Regions from separate parts of the Zea mays genome. Here all the other regions are linked to region 3. A link is a contact called in public Hi-C data. All regions are on one chromosome and are shown on one strand. The core of a region is the stretch at or near the end of the contact, and the rest is flanking DNA. Distances in the headings are between cores, read along the strand shown.

Region 1 (3,508 bases), core at 655-3,154, 170 kb before region 3:
AAAACATGTTAGTCATGTTTTTTGAGGACCTTCGGAAGACGAAGGCCCCCAACAATGCTAGAATTGAGAATCTCATGAAATCACTTGAATGTGGTGAACTTGAAACCTAGAGAGGATTGAATCAAGAGATGGGGTTGCCTAAGCCTGGTGAGACTCGATGGGGCTCTTATTACAAAACTATATGCAACATAATTACTATGTATCCTGTAATCCAAGATGTTCTCATGATTCTTGGAGAGGATACTACAATTAGAAGTGATTGGACAAGGATACATTCTATGCTTGGAGCATTTGAGTCATTTAACTTTGTTTTTGATGCACACTTAATGTTTGTTATTCTTGGATATACAAATGATTTATCAGTGTGTTTGCAAAGAAGGGAGTAAGATATTATTAATGCAATTTCACTTGTTAATGTGGCAAAGAGAAGAATGCAACAATTAAGGCTTGATGGTTGGGATCAATTCCTTCAAAGAATCACTTCATTTTGCAACAAACATGATATCCTAGTTCCTACTATGGATGGAAATTATAAGCCTTATGGAAGATCATCACGATTTGTTCATAAGCAAACCAATGATGACCACTTCAAAAGAGAAGTATATATTGGGGTCATTGTTCAAATTAGCCTAGAGCTTGATAGTCGGTTTAGTGAGGCTAATATGGAGCTGCTTTCTTGTATGTCAGCCTTAGATCCTTCCAACTCTTTTGCTTCTTTTGATGCACACAAGGTACGAAAGCTAGCTGATTTCTATCCTGATGACATGTCAAGCACTGACTTGTTAAAACTTGACTTGCAACTTGACAATTGTATTGATGGCATAAGAGAAGATGATAGATTCAAAGACATAACTACTCTTGTGGACCTCTCAGTTAAGCTTATTGAAACAAAGAGACATAAGGTGTTTGATATGGTTTATTTGCTTCTCAAATTGGTATTGCTTTTGCCGGTGGCGACAACAAGTGTTGAAAGAGTATTTTCTGCAATGAGTTTGGTGAAGACTAAATTGAGAAACAAGATGTGTGATAAACTTTTGGATGATTGTCTTGTTACATACATCGAGAGGGATATTTTCTTTGAAGTGAATGAAGAAGATATAATTGAAACTTCTATGGTGTTGAGGAAGCGCAGACTAGATAAGTAGTATTATTGCAATCTTTATGTTTAATGTATGCAATTTTCATGTTTATTTGTTGAGTGTCAAACTTTATATCTATATATCAAGTTGTTTACCAAATTTACTATGAAATTATATGTATATTAGATAGAAATCTACATGAAAAATTTGTTGTGGCACATCCTATGTAAAAATTCTAGGTCCGCCACTGATCACGGTCGGGGGTTACGACGGGGGCGGGCTCCAGTCGAGGGTGGGGGCGTCAGGGGTGGTTTGTTGCTCCGACGTATAGAGAGGCGGAGGCATACACATGCAGAGAGGGAGTAGGGCGGTGGTCGCGGCTAACGGGGCGTTCACGGCTGGAGCGTCTGGTGGGACGCGGGGCGAGCGGTCCCAGGGGGCACTGAGCGCGGTTGCGTGGGCGCGCGGGGTCGGTGGATGAATAGGACGATAGGACGATGGGGCGTGGTTGCGCAAAGGGAAAGCCGAGGCGGGACCACATGGCAGACTCTGATGCGGAGGCGAGGTGAGGGCATTGGCCGCGCCAACACCCACTTTGGTCTCTTAATAATAGTAGGGATTCGTACACGAACGTTAGGGGAGGGTGAAGTCCAATGAAACACAAGTTCAACGACACAACGCTCGCAAACTGCCCAAACGGCAAACGGGCTAGGAACTGGAAAAGCCCAGGCCTTGGCCCACGTAGAGGAAGCCTGCCTAATAGACCCCCACGTCCTCACGTAGTCTCGTGCTGGCCCCTGTATCACCCCACCTCGTCTCGTCGCCTACCCTCCCAACCCGCATTCGCGGCGCGGGCGCCTTGGAACCCTAGTCACCCGCGCCCCCCCTCCACTGTCCACTCAACCCCCGTCCCCTCCCTCGGCGGCGGCGGCATCGGCGTCAACCAAGATGTCGGGCGGCTTCTTCCGGGTAACTCCCGAGCTTGTTGCCCGATCTACCTAGCGCGCGCTTGTCTGGTCGCCGTTGCTCTCGCCAGATCTGTTATTCGTTGATTGACGTTTTTTTTTCTCGCAGGGGACGTCCGCTGACCAGGACACGCGCTTCTCGAATAAGCAAGCCAAGCTGCTCAAGACGCAAAAGTTCGCGCCCGAGCTTGACCATCTGGTCAGTTCGTTCTTTCACTCATACTCTTCGTTTCTCAATTAGGCTGTAATGCGCAAAATACTTTAGTGATATATAGTAATGCACACAATACTTTAGTGATATATAGCTGATGTCTGCAAGGGCTTCCTCTGATTCGGTGATTTTGTGCTTGGTGTGGTAGGTGGATACGTCAAAGGTAAAGATGGACGTGATGAAGCCCTGGATTGCTAAGCGGGTCACTGAGCTCCTTGGGTTCGAGGACGAAGTTCTCATCAACTTCATTTATGGCCTCCTCGAGGAGAAGGTGGTTTCTATTTGTACTGGAGAGACGGTTATTCAAGTGCAGCAATGTTGTTTGTATATACTGTTCTTATTGAATTGTGCATGCATGTTGCTCGGCAGGTATCAAATTTGATTGAATTTGGTTCTTCAAAAAGCAGTTAGAAACCTGGTGGACATAGGGCTGTCAGGATAGGGTGGATTCAGTCTACTCAGAAACTACATATCAGTCATCTTGTGGTCTAGCTCAGAAAATTAGAACTGAAACACTGCGTGGTATTATGGTTTAGTTCAGGAGTTAAATCAAACCTGAGATTCGTACTAATCATGCGAAGATAATATTGTTGAATTTCTAGTTTCACAAAGTTCCAACAAAAACTTAGGGCCTGTATGGGCGTAAAGTATTTTTACAGTTTCTAACTTTCTATCCAATACCATGGTTTTGGGCAATACCGTAGTATTTTATGTCATGAGGTGTTTGGTTGCATTCTTGAAAAGTATGTTTTCAAAACCATGGTCTTCTAGATACCATGGTATTTTTGGAGTATCGGAAACTCCACTCCAACCCAAAGTTTTCATGGTATGGCTAGCTTTTGCCTAATATGGTTTACAATGTTGTATCCAAACAACGTTTCTCAAAACCATGGTATTTTTAGAGCTGTCAAAACTGTGGTATTGTCATGACAATTGCAAAGTATAGTATTGTAAAACCATGGTTTTGAAAAACATTGTTGCCAAACAGGCCCTTAGTTGTCTTGTAGCCACACAATGCCCCATGCTGTGTCTTGGAACAGTTGCTTGTGCCTGATGACAAATCTATCTTTATGTTCAGACTTCAGAGGTTGTATTTCTTGACTGATCTGGAAATCCAATAGTGCTCAGCTGTAGAATTGGATTTTTGTTGATGTTAGCTGAAGTCAAAGTGCAGATAGCTGGATTGTTTTTTCTGATTTTAAACATTAATTGTCTTTATCAAAGATGATAGCTTAAGTCAAAGTGCAGATAGC
Region 2 (3,798 bases), core at 682-3,181, 170 kb after region 3:
TCTTCATAAACCCAAGTACAACTGATGTGGTATGCACAACAACTGCAGAAGCTTTGGCAATGGGGAAGATTGTGATCTGTGCAAACCATCCTTCAAATGTTTTTTTCAAAAGATTTCCTAATTGTCACATGTACAATACTGATGAAGAGTTTGTGAGACTAACAATGAAAGCTTTGGCAGAAGAACCTATCCCACTGTCAGATGATTTGCGGCATGAACTTTCCTGGGAGGCAGCAACAGAAAGATTTATTAGGGTTGCTGATATTGCACCAACTGTGCCTGTGGGACAACCACCACCCTCCTCACAGCATTTCATGCGCATCTCCCCAGATGAACTGCAGAAGAACATGGAAGAGGCATCGGCATTTTTCCATAATACAATCTCTGGGTTTGAAGCTGTGCGTTGTGTGTTCGGTGCAATACCAAACACACTGCAGCCGGATGAACAGCAATGCAAGGAACTTGGGTGGAATTTGCAGGGATAGCATTAGCTTTTCTTGCGATGCTGTTGCCATGGACCATAGAATGAACCAGTCTAACTCAACGGCAAAAAGATGTGTCGCTCGGAGAGGTTCTCAGATTGATCAAACATACATTCTATGTGGTGTTCTGGTGTGGCGGCACTGCATTTTTTCTTCATATATCAAAGGCGTTCTGAAGTTCCTGGATGCATCGTATCTTCTGATTGTTAATCTTAAGCAGTCTGAAGTGCACACTAGTATTACAGTCTCATATATGTGGACTGTTTTTCATCGTGTTGTTTCCCAGGATTGACGCGTGTGTTGAAAATCTTATTGTATAATAATATGCCCCTTGTTTTCGCAGCCATCCATGCTGAAACTTTTACTACACCGCCTAAAATCTGTGTGCTAGTTGATACTACCTGTGTTCTCGATAAATAAAAAAGAACAGAAAAAGTAAAAAAAAAAATACTGTGCTTCTTGTGGGCGTGTGGCTTATATAAGATTGCCCAGCATTCCCTCTTACAGTTGACTCCATTCTACAATCGACTCGTCATCATATCTTGATTTCTAGTGTCTACATCATCCAGTTCGAAGGAGGTGCAACAAAAAATTGAAATAGCACTACAAGCTGGCACGCGAGAGAAAAATACATGACAAGCCAGAAAAGAAATACTTCTAAAGGATAATATGGAAACCTTATTTTCTCAAGAGATTTTTTTTAAAAAAAAAATAGTTTATTTTCCTTTAAAAAATAAAAATCTCTTAAGAAAATAGAGCCGCCTCACATATTTTTGCAGTTGTGGTGATTAATTTTTCGCGGTATGTTGTTCTAGAAGCTTCTATTTATATAGTACTATCTCTGTTCAAAAATATATAACACATTTAATTTTTTTTTTTGTTTAAAATCTTGATGATTCGTCTTATTTAAAAAATGTATTCAAAAATGTAAAATTTTGAATCATGTTTAAACAAATTTAAGTGATAAAACAAATCACAATAAAATAAATGGGAACTCACGTAAATAAGACGTGTGTGATCAAAACTATAGATAAAAAACAATGACATCATATATTTATAAACGGAGGGACTATTCGTTTTAAGTTTTGTAGCTACGGTGATTATTTTACATGTATGTAACAGATGCAAAAACGCTTCTCTACGGATTTTGGTGGCCAGAAGTCGCTTATAGTTCCCAAACATCGAGATTCTAGGTCTACTTCTGTGAAAAGCTGTTCTCTGAGTCGTTGGGAAAAAGGCGAACCAAACAGACTCATATATCGTCCTTGTTGATTCTGCGAGGAAAAAGAATCCGTGTTAGCTCATTATAAACACAGAGGCCATTTAGAGTATGTTTTCTCTATTCACAACATACAAAACGACATTAATATGATTCAGCACTGTATATTACTTTTGTGGCCAAAATAAACGGATATATCATATTCCAACAAGGAGAATCTTACGAAAGACGTCGGAATCTTATAGATGAGCGGATATGGATAACCACAGGGCTGGCCCCGACGCGGGGTGAACGCGACCTGACCCTGTTTCCTTCTCTGGTAGTCTGGTCTCTCGCTTTTCTGTTCCGCGCAGCAACGACGCGGTTGCTTCTCCCCACGGCGGCATCTCCTGCGCGGCGGCGCCGCCCCCGCGAGAGCCGCGACGGCGCACTAGGCGAGTTACTGGACACGGGAGCGATGGGGGACGGCGCCAGCGGCCGCGGCGGTCGAAGCGGCGCCGGGCGCCGGGTGGGGGAGTACGAGCTGCTGCGACCGATTGGGTCGGGAGCCTACTCGCAGGTGTGGCTGGGACGGCACCGGGTGCGGGGCACGGAGGTGGCGGTGAAGGAGATCGCCATGGAACGTCTCAGCAAAAAGCTCCGCGAGAGCCTCCTCTCCGAGGTCGACATCCTTCGTCGCATCCGACACGATAACGTCATCGCACTCCACGACTCCGTCAAGGTATCCTGCCCGCGGCTTGCCGCCCCATTTGATGTCGTTCGTGATCCCCCGTGCTATAGATGTGGATCTGCAAGGTCTTGATGCTGGTGGGGTTTGACTGTAGGCTAGGATGTATGAAATTGAGGAGTTCCTCCGGTGAATTTTAGCTTACTGTGAGCATTTTAGGTAGGTAGGAACTCTAAGCAAAAGTTACCCTGTATAGCTTGATGTCCCTTTGGATGGAACTAGTTAGTTTGCAAAGGATAACTCTGAATGTTCGCTCACCTGTTGCCAAATGTTTTGTCACTAATTGCTGCCTTGCTTGAAGTAGGAGGTTCAGTCCTGCCGGGCTAATGATTCGTGAAACCATATGTGGGCTTTAGCTTGGTTAATTTGTTAGATTGATGTTTTCTGGAAGCTAGGATTTTGTGGAACATAGGAAATAAAAGTACTTTTAGCACTGAATCTCAATTTATTGAGTGAATTCTACCAGTTTAATAGCAAATTCGTTGGCTCAATTTTTTTCTCTGGTATTAATTTTGTTGTCTTTTTTTTTGTTCAGCAAATAAAGTTCCTCATGCACAGTGACCATACAGCAGTCTTTCTAATTAGTAATTACCACAAATAACTATTGTGTGTGATTAGGATCATGGGAGTATATATCTCATACTGGAGTATTGTCGAGGTGGTGACTTACATGCATACCTTCAACGTCATAAAAGAGTTTCTGAAAAGGTTGCTAAGCACTTCATCCGTCAGTTAGGCAAGTGATTTCGTCAATCATCAGCCCCCGTCCCCTCTATCTCTACTTAGCTTTTATCATAATCTCATTTTTCTGGCAGCATCTGGTCTGAAAATGCTTCGCGATAATAACGTGGTTCACCGAGACCTAAAACCTCAGGTTTGCTTACTCGCTTTCTTGTTTCTGTTTCCACGATAGCTGAATATTTCATGGTCAAGAGTTCAAGAAATATACGGTGGTTAAATTTATGTAATTTTTTAGATTCTGAATTTTCTGGTTTTGCAAACAGAACATTCTTCTTGTTGAAAATAATGAAAATACTCTGTTGAAGATTGCCGACTTTGGATTTGCAAAGTGAGTTCCTTTTCTTTCATTTTAGATGAAATATTAGCACATATTTCTACAAATATCCTAATTTTCTGACTTTATCAACAACTGAGTTGTATATGCCTTTTTTGGTGATTTTATTTCTACTGGGTTTGCATCCAATTAGTATACTAGTACTGGTACTGACAGATTGAACAAATGGCCTTACATCTTTTCCACTCCTCACTTTCTTGATGGTGGAGTCAACTGAGATCAATGCGTTTTCTTTTGTTTGAAATTGTTTCTGGTGGTGACTAGTTAATGTCTGAAAAACTGAAACGATCAGTCG
Region 3 (3,476 bases), core at 861-3,360:
GCGCGGCCGCGGCCGGGTAGCTGACCGCGAAGCCGCCGCCGCCGAAGGCCGTGCCGTACGAGTGCATCACGTCCTGCTCCACGCTCTCCGACGGCGCCCCGACGTAGTACATCTCCTCGTGGTCGTACTTGCTCAGCACCGCCACCAGGTTGTCCGGGAAGAAGACGGTGTCGTCGTCGCCCATCACGAACCACCGCGCCTCCTCGCGGGCCGTGCCGTTCCCGAGCTCCCCCGCGACGGCCAGGAACGAGTCCACCACGATCCGGGCCATCCGCGACGCCGGCGCGCGGTCCCCGAACCGGGACGCGTCCGCCGAGACGCGGTACGGCGGGCACGTCGCCGCGGGCCACGGGCTCGCGGGCTGCTCCTCGAGCCAGACGTGCCCGCGCATCTGGCCGGGGCGCCACCACAGCTCCGCGTACCCGCGGCGCTGGTCCCACGTCCGCGCCGACGCGCCGATGCCGAACGCGACGTGCGACAGCGTCGTCGGCGAGCGGGCCGCGCGCGCGGCCGAAGGGCCGTCAGCCGCGGCCGCCTCGTCGCCGGGAAACTCGCCCAGATCGCCCGCGCAGTCCTGGCACGTCCACAGCCGGTACAGCCCGTGCGCGCCGCCGTCGGGGAAGAAGGCGACGTAGGCAAGGAACGCCAGCGTAGCCGCTATCAGCGTGGACAGCGACGCCGCCACGCACCGCCGGCGCTGGTCGACGCCGCCCGCGACGCCGGCACACCCGCCGCCATCCGCGGCCTTCCATTTGTGCAGCATCCGGCCCTGCCCGAGATCGCCGCCTTCCACGCGCTACACCAACGGCTTGGCGGGAATCCCGCGAGGCGGGGCGAAATGGCCGGCAGGGGCTCGAGACCCCCGGCCGTTCCTTCCCCGCGAAGGATGATCAGAGGCTGCTGGCGGTGCGCCCCTTCCGAGCACCGTTCTGCGGGAACGGCGGAATCGTGGCGGCCGCGCGCGAATGGGAACGGAAGGCTAGCGCTGCTCTCTCTCTCTCTCTCTCTCGCCTCGAGCTACTATATCCCGCCGGCGCGCCGCACGATCGATAAGGAAACGAAACGGCGGCGGCGATACTGCGGTCGTGGCCTCGTGGGTGCTGTGGTGGTTTGGGCGCTTCCTTCAATTCCTTCCTTATTATCATCACTCGCATGTGGCGTTTAGCTCGGGAGGACGCTGCGGCGTGGGCGTGGCACGACCGGAATAAAACGCGCGTTTTTTAACTCTCGGTTTGATAGGGTTGGGCCGGAACGCTTGAAAAGCAAGGCAGGTGGCGCGATAGTTATATCTCCCCCCGAGATAACCGAGCCGTTAACCTCCTCCCGATAAAGGCTCGTCTCGAGGGCTCAACTGCACCCCTCCCGCACGCCGCACCCGCAGGCCGCAGCGTCCATGTTTGTGCGAGTCGTGAGCCGTGACGGAGGCCGTATTAGGCTCGTGTGTTTGGCGGTGGCCGGTCCTCCGGCTGGATCCGGCGCGCGTTTGGCGCACCGCTCTAGCCAAATCGGCCGGCAGCCGTGGAGAAGACATCGGAAAGCCTACTGCGCTGCGCGCCTGCGCCTTCGCTGTCTACTTTCTCGGAGTGTTCCGGCCCTTCACCTAGGTGGCGAGCACATGGACCATCCACGATTCAACATAGCCGATCAGGTGCTAGAGCGGCAGGTTCAAATGTTGCTAGCATCTGTTGAGCAAACTTGGATGTATGCTAGTGACGTGCAAGGAAAGAGAAGATGCCGGCATGTCGACAATCCGCTTCGTTGGGAAGATTTGCGTCAGGGCAGAGGCAGCGCCCTCAGATGCGGCATGTGGCGCTAGCCTTGAACGATTTCCAGTTTGAACACATTGATGCACCCACCGGCTCCGGTCCAAAATCGTCTCGGATCTATTATTCTTTTCCAGATATGTTTGTAGATTGTAGGCCGAATTAGAAACCTTTGGTGGCATGTGGGGGCTAGCTGGTCGGATTCATGAAAGCGGAAGTAGACCGTGAAAGCGGAACTAGGCCCTCTTAATAGTTAACGGTTAAGATTAGCTACAGACTTTCGAACAGTTTAGTTAAGAACCTGTTTAGGAGGGTTTCATTTCAACAATTTCAGCTTCGTTCGAGCTTCTTCCACCCAAATAGATCTAGTTGTACAATCTCTAGCTTTTAAAAAAGTTGAAACTAGAGATCAATTAGTCTTCTATATGTTTTTTATCAACATTTATAGTATTTTTCACTTTGCATTGCATCTATGTGCCACTTCAATATGTATTTAACTAAATTTTAGCTCAACTCATGATGGCCCTGGGGTAATTTGTTCTGGTTTGAATCTTTTGATTGTATTCTATGTTGACTGGGTCTTTAATGGTGTTTCATGGAGTCTTAATTTTCCCTTATTATAACCAAAACTTTCAATTTCTGGACCTACACTTACGCTGCAAGCACATATCCACGGTGACCCTTCATATAAAAATGAAACTATGCATATGACTAACTTAAGGCTCGGTTTGAGTTGAATATCACGATCTAATGTTTTCCTACTAACTTTAACTAGCTAAGGGTCTATTTGGCAGGGCCCAAAAAACAGCTCTATTCCTAAAAAGCAACTTTTTTTAGAACTAAAGCCATCTTGCAAAACGTTTAGCAGAAACGACTTATTGTAAAACTAGAGTCATAACCTTTATTAAAGTGTCATATGTACTCAAATAAATACCCAAGTTTTTGTTAAAAAAATGAGTATATAAAGTGCATAATACATGTGTATTTGTAAAATACAAAAAAAACTGTATTCGCTTATTTGGGCTAAATCAGCCTTCCGCCTAGCGCTGATGGGCCGCGGTGATGGCCCAGCTACGTTTGTGCCATAGCCCACGTCACAAGCACGCCCTAGCCATGTTTCTGGCAGCAGTCCAGCCTTCCGCTGTTCCGAACGCCGCCGCACTGGATTACTGGAACGCCTTCCGCAGTCCGCACGTTGCCGCCCGACGAACGTTGCTGCTCGCAAGCAACATTTATCGAACATTGCATTTATCGCTTGTTCCCGAGTCCCGACGCTACAGTTCCACACCCAACATTTTGTCAAGCGTCGCATTTCACACCTGTTCCCGACGCTACAGTTCCACTCCCAACGTTTTGTCGAGCATCGTATTTTTCACCCGTTCCCAAGGGTTAGGGTCCACCTGTCTGACCCAACAACCTAAAATGATACATTTAGTAAGGTTTAGGGACCAAAAAAATGGTTTTATAAATACACTGATTTACAACAAGTTTAAGTATCTTCACTAAAATTTACTCCAAAATAGATGTTGCCTCTAAAAAACCAAACAACCCTCAATTGGAAAGGTTAAAGTATGATTTTTTTCTTGGACGGTTAAAGTATTAGGTTATGGCCAATGAATCATGTATATGGTCGGATAAAACACTACATTTACGTGGTTGTAAAATATAGTTTGAAATAGTGGTGGGATGAGATGTGAGATAGATACACTCTTA

What was found. A called contact is a pair of places that touch in the nucleus more often than the background predicts.
Region 1: a Hi-C map of bundle sheath shows a contact between it and region 3, with 4 times the contacts expected there. The contact joins the promoter of LOC100304415 here to the promoter of LOC103634306 in region 3.
Region 2: a contact with region 3 is called in a Hi-C map of tassel, with 2.0 times the contacts expected there. The contact joins the promoter of LOC103634282 here to the promoter of LOC103634306 in region 3. A contact is called at or near these places in 3 of 25 Hi-C or Micro-C datasets (endosperm, leaf and tassel).

Annotation. Positions count from the first base shown.
Region 1 is chr1:39,331,255-39,334,762 of Zm-B73-REFERENCE-NAM-5.0, reverse strand. It overlaps LOC100304415 (splicing factor PWI domain-containing protein), which reads left to right and starts at 1,904. Exons shown (of 12, transcript NM_001349016.1): 1 at 1,904-2,048; 2 at 2,154-2,243; 3 at 2,404-2,526. The coding sequence starts at 2,028.
Region 2 is chr1:38,992,482-38,996,279 of Zm-B73-REFERENCE-NAM-5.0, reverse strand. It overlaps LOC103634282 (serine/threonine-protein kinase ATG1c), which reads left to right and starts at 1,931. Exons shown (of 13, transcript XM_008655843.3): 1 at 1,931-2,422; 2 at 3,047-3,164; 3 at 3,244-3,302; 4 at 3,433-3,497. The coding sequence starts at 2,159. LOC100277520 (Digalactosyldiacylglycerol synthase 2 chloroplastic) reads left to right here. Exons shown (of 5, transcript NM_001367328.1): 5 at 1-827. The coding sequence ends at 485.
Region 3 is chr1:39,162,530-39,166,005 of Zm-B73-REFERENCE-NAM-5.0, reverse strand. It overlaps LOC103634306 (fringe-related protein), which reads right to left and starts at 2,110. Exons shown (of 3, transcript XM_008655863.3): 1 at 1-2,110. The coding sequence starts at 763.